Linked DNA regions of Mus musculus: region 2 is linked to region 1. Evidence: chromatin contacts called from public Hi-C data. All regions are on one chromosome and are shown on one strand. Each heading gives the region's core, a stretch centred on a gene start, on an enhancer-like site or on the middle of the called end of the contact. The rest is flanking DNA. Distances are from core to core; before and after follow the strand shown.

Evidence for each region. A called contact is a pair of places that touch in the nucleus more often than the background predicts.
Region 2: a contact with region 1 is called in a Hi-C map of bone marrow-derived macrophages, with 10 read pairs. The contact joins two enhancer-like sites. A contact is called at or near these places in 1 of 484 Hi-C or Micro-C datasets (bone marrow-derived macrophages) and 1 of 115 datasets of contacts at active chromatin or transcription factors (bone marrow-derived macrophages).

The regions. Positions count from the first base shown.
Region 1 is chr8:34,253,944-34,257,132 of GRCm38.p6, forward strand. No RefSeq gene overlaps it. Among named protein-coding and RNA genes, the nearest start is that of Gm29243, 39 kb to the left of the region's middle. Within about 2 kb of position 1,313, at least 9 of the 459 cell types and tissues checked have an H3K27ac peak or open chromatin away from gene starts, as enhancers often do. A contact at or near this core is called in bone marrow-derived macrophages, where this site is marked.
Region 2 is chr8:35,112,834-35,115,848 of GRCm38.p6, forward strand. It overlaps Gm34419 (a long non-coding RNA gene), which reads left to right. Exons shown (of 4, transcript XR_378879.3): 4 at 5-309. Among named protein-coding and RNA genes, the nearest start is that of Gm34419, 19 kb to the left of the region's middle. Within about 2 kb of position 1,403, at least 33 of the 459 cell types and tissues checked have an H3K27ac peak or open chromatin away from gene starts, as enhancers often do. A contact at or near this core is called in bone marrow-derived macrophages, where this site is marked.

The sequences.
Region 1 (3,189 bases), core at 63-2,562:
GTTAGGCCCTACTCCCAAATGTCCCACCTCCTAATAATGCCACCCTGGGGACCAATCCCTCAATCACAGAGGTGTCTTGGGATGTTACTCATACCATACTCCAAGTCACAGCAAGTTATGTTCAGGCTTTGTTACTGGCTCCCGTCTCTATTAATGCTTCCCGGGGCTTCTTTCTCTGTTTGAACTAATACTTTTGTTTTTGCTTTCCTTGGCTGAGTTGTTTTTCATAGCGTTCTGTCTCCTAGTACTGGTCACTTGTGGAGAAACCCTGCTAACTAAGGCCCAAGTCTACCGTTGTCTGGATAGCCTTCTGACCTTGCTGTAAAATGGGGGACTCCCTTTACCAGCAGGGCTTCTCCTTCTCTGACTTTGTCTGGGGAGCTCAAAACCCTCATACTGTCTACCTGTGGAGCGTCACGTAGCCTTGGTGAGATTACGGGTTCAGCTTCCTTTTTCCTTATAAGAAACCCATTCAACAAGAACCTGAGATTCCTGGAACGCCTCCCCATGCTAATGAGTTCTCTCAGTGTCTTAGCCTTCAGCCAATGACCTTTGCCCACTCTGGATATACCCCAAACTATATAACCCTTGATTCACCCTGAATAAAGTTGATCTGCCACCCCAATGCTGGTCCCGGGGATGTCTGTTATTTCTGTTATGCTCATGGGACTTCTGAAACCCTGCTCGTTGACTCTGCTCCCTTTATCCTCCTGGGCCAGTGGTCAACGACCCTGGGGAGGAGAGAGGAGACAGTGACTGATGAATATTCATTTCAAGTCAAGATCCACTTAGCACAAGGCTCACTCTGGCTGCTGCCTACTTTCCCATTCTCAGTGTCTGCTGATTCCTTTCGCTTAGTGTCATCTAACTCTACTAATATATATATATATATATGTAAAATATATATATGTATATATACACACACACATATATATATACACACACACACATATACATATAGGCCACATATAGACTACACTGTAGATCATACTTGGCTTATTACCACCCTGAAGCCTTTGTGCTCCCTGTTACTTCTGTACGGAATGCTTTTTTTCTGAGAGCTATACAAGGTCACCCCCTTCCCCGCAGACTCTGCTTATTTGTCACTGTTTTGAAGAGATTGTCACTTATTACTTCCATTCTGTTATGGTTAGATAGGAGTTGTTTTCCAGAAGCTCTTCTGTGGTACACAAGGTTCTCAGCTGGTGGTTTAATCAGGGAATCTGTGGGAACTTGAGGAAGCAGAGTTCAGCTGGAGGAAGTAGGTCACTGGGGTGAAGGTTATAACTGGCCCTCAGCCTTTGCTTTCTGCTTCCTGTTTGTCTTAAAGTGGACAGCTACTTCTGTCATCCTCCCACTACCAAGTCTCTCTGTGTCTAGAATCAGTGGAGTCCATGTCTTCAGGGTGAAGTCTTAAAAGCTACAAACCAAATTAAATCCTTCCTCCCTTATGCTTGTTTCTGTTAGGTATTTGCTCACAGTGGTGAGGATAGCAACATTTGTATATTGTCATAGAATTGATCTCATCTGTGGTGCTTTGAAGAATGGCCCCCACAGGTTTATGTACTTGAATGCTTCATCATCAGGGAATGGCACTGTTTGAGAGGGATTGGGGGTGTGGCCTTTTTGGAGGAGTTCCTCTGAGGGTGGGCTTCGAGATTTTAAAGCTCATCCTAGACCCAGTTTCCCTCTCTGCCTGCAGGTCAGGATGTAGCTCTCAGCTACTGCTCCAGCATCATGCTTGCCATGCGTGCTGCTCTGCTCCCTGCCATGACGATAATGGACTAAGCCTATGAAACTTTAAGCAAGCCCCCAATTAAATGCTTTCCTTTATAAGGGCTGCCTTGGTCATGGTGTCTCTTCACAGCAACAGAAAAGTGACTAAGACAGCATTCAACATATGGGGCCTGAAAGAATAGAAAATCCTGGAGGGTGAGACTTTTGTGTTGGTGTTCACTCTATGACTCTCATAGAGATGCTTACAATAATTGGTGAATAATTGAACTAATGCTTGCTTCGAGCCTGTCTTTTCATGAACTCTAACAAGCTGGTTTGATGTTAACATGCGTGTTTATGAATACAGCTCCAAATGTATCTATTTAGAAGCTTTTTCCTAAAACAAAACAAAAACCTGTTCATTGAAGCTGGGATGATTTTTCCTTATAGAACTCCCTTGGCAAGTTAAATACAAGTAATTTAGGTTTTTTTGTTTGTTTGTTTTTGTTTTTTGTTTTTCTTTCTTGAGAGAAAAGGAAGTCCCTGTACACCAAGGCTGGCCCCATAGTTTTTGCTAAGTTACTGTCATATCTGGGTCACTCAGGCTGATCTACAGGCCATCTCTGCCTTTCCATCCCTGCTTCATGCCTTGAAGTTTAGGCTCCACTAGTCCTGCCCTAAGCTTTGGCAGGAGGGACTCTGGTCCTGGGGTCATGTTTCAAGTCCCCTCTCTAGTTCTCCTTAGAGTTTCCCATGCCTCAAGAATGACAAGTTCTTGAGATTAAAAGCAAGTAACTAGTTAGAGCCCATGTTTTATATGTATGTTTTTATTAATTTTTAATATAATATATTTTTGATCACTTTCTTCCTTCCCCATATTTCTTAATGTTAGAATGAATTCCAGTGTTTAAGACCTCAGCATTCCCTCCATAACTTTCTAGTTCCATGGTCCTGTTAAAGAGCCTCTTGGAGTAGAATGTACTGGTGACTGTATATACACAAGTGGGCCAGAAAACAGCCCAGGTATTGATTGTTTTATGAGTGGAACTTTGCGTGGTCTGCATTGTCTCTGTGTGTGTATGTGTCTTAGTTAGGGTTTTGTTGCTATGAAGAGACACTGTTAACTACAGCAAATGGAGAAGGTTTAACTGGGGCTGTCTTACAGGTCAGAGGTTTAGTCCATTACTGTCATGCTGGGAAGCATGGTGGCTATACATAGACATCGTGCTGGAGATGTAGCTAAGAATTCTATACCTGGATCTGCAGGCAGCCAGAAGAGACGGTGAACCACCAGGCCTGGCTTCAAGCATCTGAGACTTCGAAGCCTAGCAACACTTTATTCCCACAAAGCCACACCTATTCCAGCAAGGCCACTCCTCCTAATAGGGCCACTCCCTATGAACCTACAGGAAACATTTTTATTCAAATAACCACAGTATGCTAGGCCACTTGTGGTGCAGAAAGGAGCTAGCA
Region 2 (3,015 bases), core at 153-2,652, 860 kb after region 1:
GCAGGGAGACCATATACTTGACCATCCATACTGGGAGACACATCAAAGAAGATATTAATTACATCAGGACAAGAGGCATAAATTGAAACTGTCTGGACAAATCGGTCACCTAACTCATTAGTCAAATGAGAGACTGGAGCAGATAACTCTGGGACCGATTCCAGATTTATTACTCCATAATTCATGATAACTGGGACAAGTTCAAAGTGTGTGTTCATTCCAAGTGCAGCAGAGCAGCGTGAGTGAGGTGTGGTCTCCAGGCATCGAAGCTGGCCCAGAACCATATCCAGATCACAGGCAAAAGGCTGGCACCCAAGCAAAGAGCCCAGGGGGTATGGCCCACAGGACCATGTGACCTTAGTCCAAAGGCATGGGGCTGCAGGAGCCAGACCTCAGAAGGATTTATAATATCCAGCTGCTCTTGCCACCAGAGCCCCGAGGGTCGACATCAGTGCTGGGTGAGGACTATTGACATTTACATATTTCTGGGTCATATTCCAATATGGCAGGCAGAGACATTTACACACAGTTCTGTAATCTTCCAGTCAGCTATCCAAACAGTCTGTGTGGCTACTGCTATGCGGCACAATTTAAAAGAAAAAGGGGGGGCATTTATGTTAATTCACTGTTCCAGTTAATGATAAATTAGTATACACATTAAACCATACACCTATTACCAAATTTCTAAAGCTCAAAGGGAATGATTCACCCACAGCAAGATGCTTTTGATTTTATCTTTCATGTTTTAGAAAGTATTTCTGGTGCTCTGTACTGTCTTGTGTGAAAATTCAGCCCAGTAGGACTTACGGTACCAAGAATTATTGATGAACACAGAAGGAATAAGCTCTGGGCAGTTTGGCTTTGACAGCCGCCCATTTCTACTGTATTGTATGTTGGTGAGATCTAGGTCACGTTAGACAGACACACCACAAAGCTAGCACTTTATAAACCTGGGGACGTGAGGGTGGAACCACTTGTATGTGAAGGTTTAGGCATTAGGGTAGTTAACAAAAAGAATGAGGGAGAGAAGTGGGGAGAGGGAGGAAAAGAAGATGGGGCCAGCAAATTACTGAAAGACCAGAGAAAGAGAAAGGAGGGGAGACAGTGCATGTGGGTGAATAAAAATACATGTATGTGCATTTACACACGTGATGTGCATCCCGGGGTGGGAGGGAGGAAAATCCTAGGATAGGATTTTTAGGGAGAATCTCAGAAAGTATTTGCACCAGAACACAGGGAATAGGATGGCTCAGATCAGTGCTGAAGCTCTCTGGATAGACGCTGTGCAGTTCGTATCACGTAGGTTTAAATTCTTGTTGTTTGGTAGGAAGTGACTCACTGTGGCTATGCCTCAGGGGTGTCATTAGAGGAACTGTCATTGATGGAAAGGTTCCCACCACTGCCCTGGGATGTAGCCAGCAGAATGTGAGCAGCTCGCCTCTCACAGCTGTGGCAGCATCGTGACCATCAGGACCCTTGCCTTGCACGCCCATGCAAGCCCCGTGTCCCATGGGCGGCACTCACTTAGCCCTGGGTTCTATGTGCAGCGAGATGTGCACACGCCTAGCTTAGGTATAGAATTCTTCCCATTGAAAAATGTTTTCCCTGCTAACAGATTTTTTTTATCTTTGAGTAAGAATGGCGGCAGGGGTAAGAAATGGCTGTTGTCATTTTCAGAGACACATGGCAAGGGGTGCCTGTCCCCCGGGGAATGCAAGCAGAGAAGGAGCTGAGAGGTTATCATCTGGCTCATTAAGGGACATCTCAGAGTGAGGTAGCCAGAATAGCATGTGAGAGGCTGGAGTCTCCAGGGAAAGCTTGGATAATGAATAGCGATCGCTTGCTTTTACCTGAGAGATGCTGAGCGTGTGGACTTCTCTACCCTCTACTGTACTCTGCCGCACGGTGGACTGGGGAAGGTCCTCTCCGGGCCACGGAAGTGTTTGTGGTGCAGAACAGAGTGGCCAAGAGTGACACAGAGTAAAATGGAACTCTGAAACAAAGGACAGGTAAAGATTGTACACCTACGGCTGGAGTCCTGTACACCACTCCTTGATGTTTGAGAAAGATGATATAAAGTATACGACTTTTATATAGCGAATAGTAAAGTTAGGACACTTCCGAGTGAGCAGATTAATGAGCTCAGAGATGACAGATACTAAAAGCATATACGCAGTCAGGAAAGGAGTGGGCAAATCAGTCTACAGTGCCGGGACGACCTTTATCCACTCACATCTTTTGATAAGGATAAGTGTAAATCCAGAGCCCTGCTGTCTAACTAGCCTGGCCTCATTGTGCACCTCCCAGGCCCATGGTTGAGTGGTGTAAGCCTGGGTATAGGATACCTAACATAAGACCAGCCAACCGTAACCTCGACGGTTATTTCTTGGTTTGCTGTCCATAGAGGATTCACTATGCAGCCTTGGATGTCTCTGAGACTCTCCTGCCTAGGCCCCTTGAGTGCAGAGATTACAGGCTTGGGCCACCATGTCTGACTATTTTGATTTTATTCAATCCTGGATGATGCTGGCCAGATACTCTCCCTTAGATTCCAATCTTAGAGAATCTTACCTCACTCGAGATTCAGAAAGAGCTTTTCTAGAGATAATCTAAGACAGTAAAGGAAGGAAGAAAGCAAGGAAGGAGGGAAGGAAAGGAGGAAGGAAGGGAGGGAGGGAGGGAGGGAGGAAGGAAGGCAGAGGGAGGAAGGAGAAGGAGGAGGAGATATTTAGTTCTGAGGATAACTGAGGGTCCAGTCCTCCTAAGAGTCAATGCTCTAACTCTGTGCCAAGGACACTACTGTGTCTCACCATGCCATGCCGCATATAATCTTTAAACCACGTTCATCCCCAAAGGAAGTCAGGACTGGATCTTAAGCAGTGCAGGAACCTTGAGGGAGACATTGATGGAGAGCCATGGAGGGGTGCTGCTTATTTGCTTGCTCCCCATGGCTTGCTCAGCCTGCTTTCTTACAGAACCCAGAACCACCAGCCCAGGGATAGCACCACCCACAAT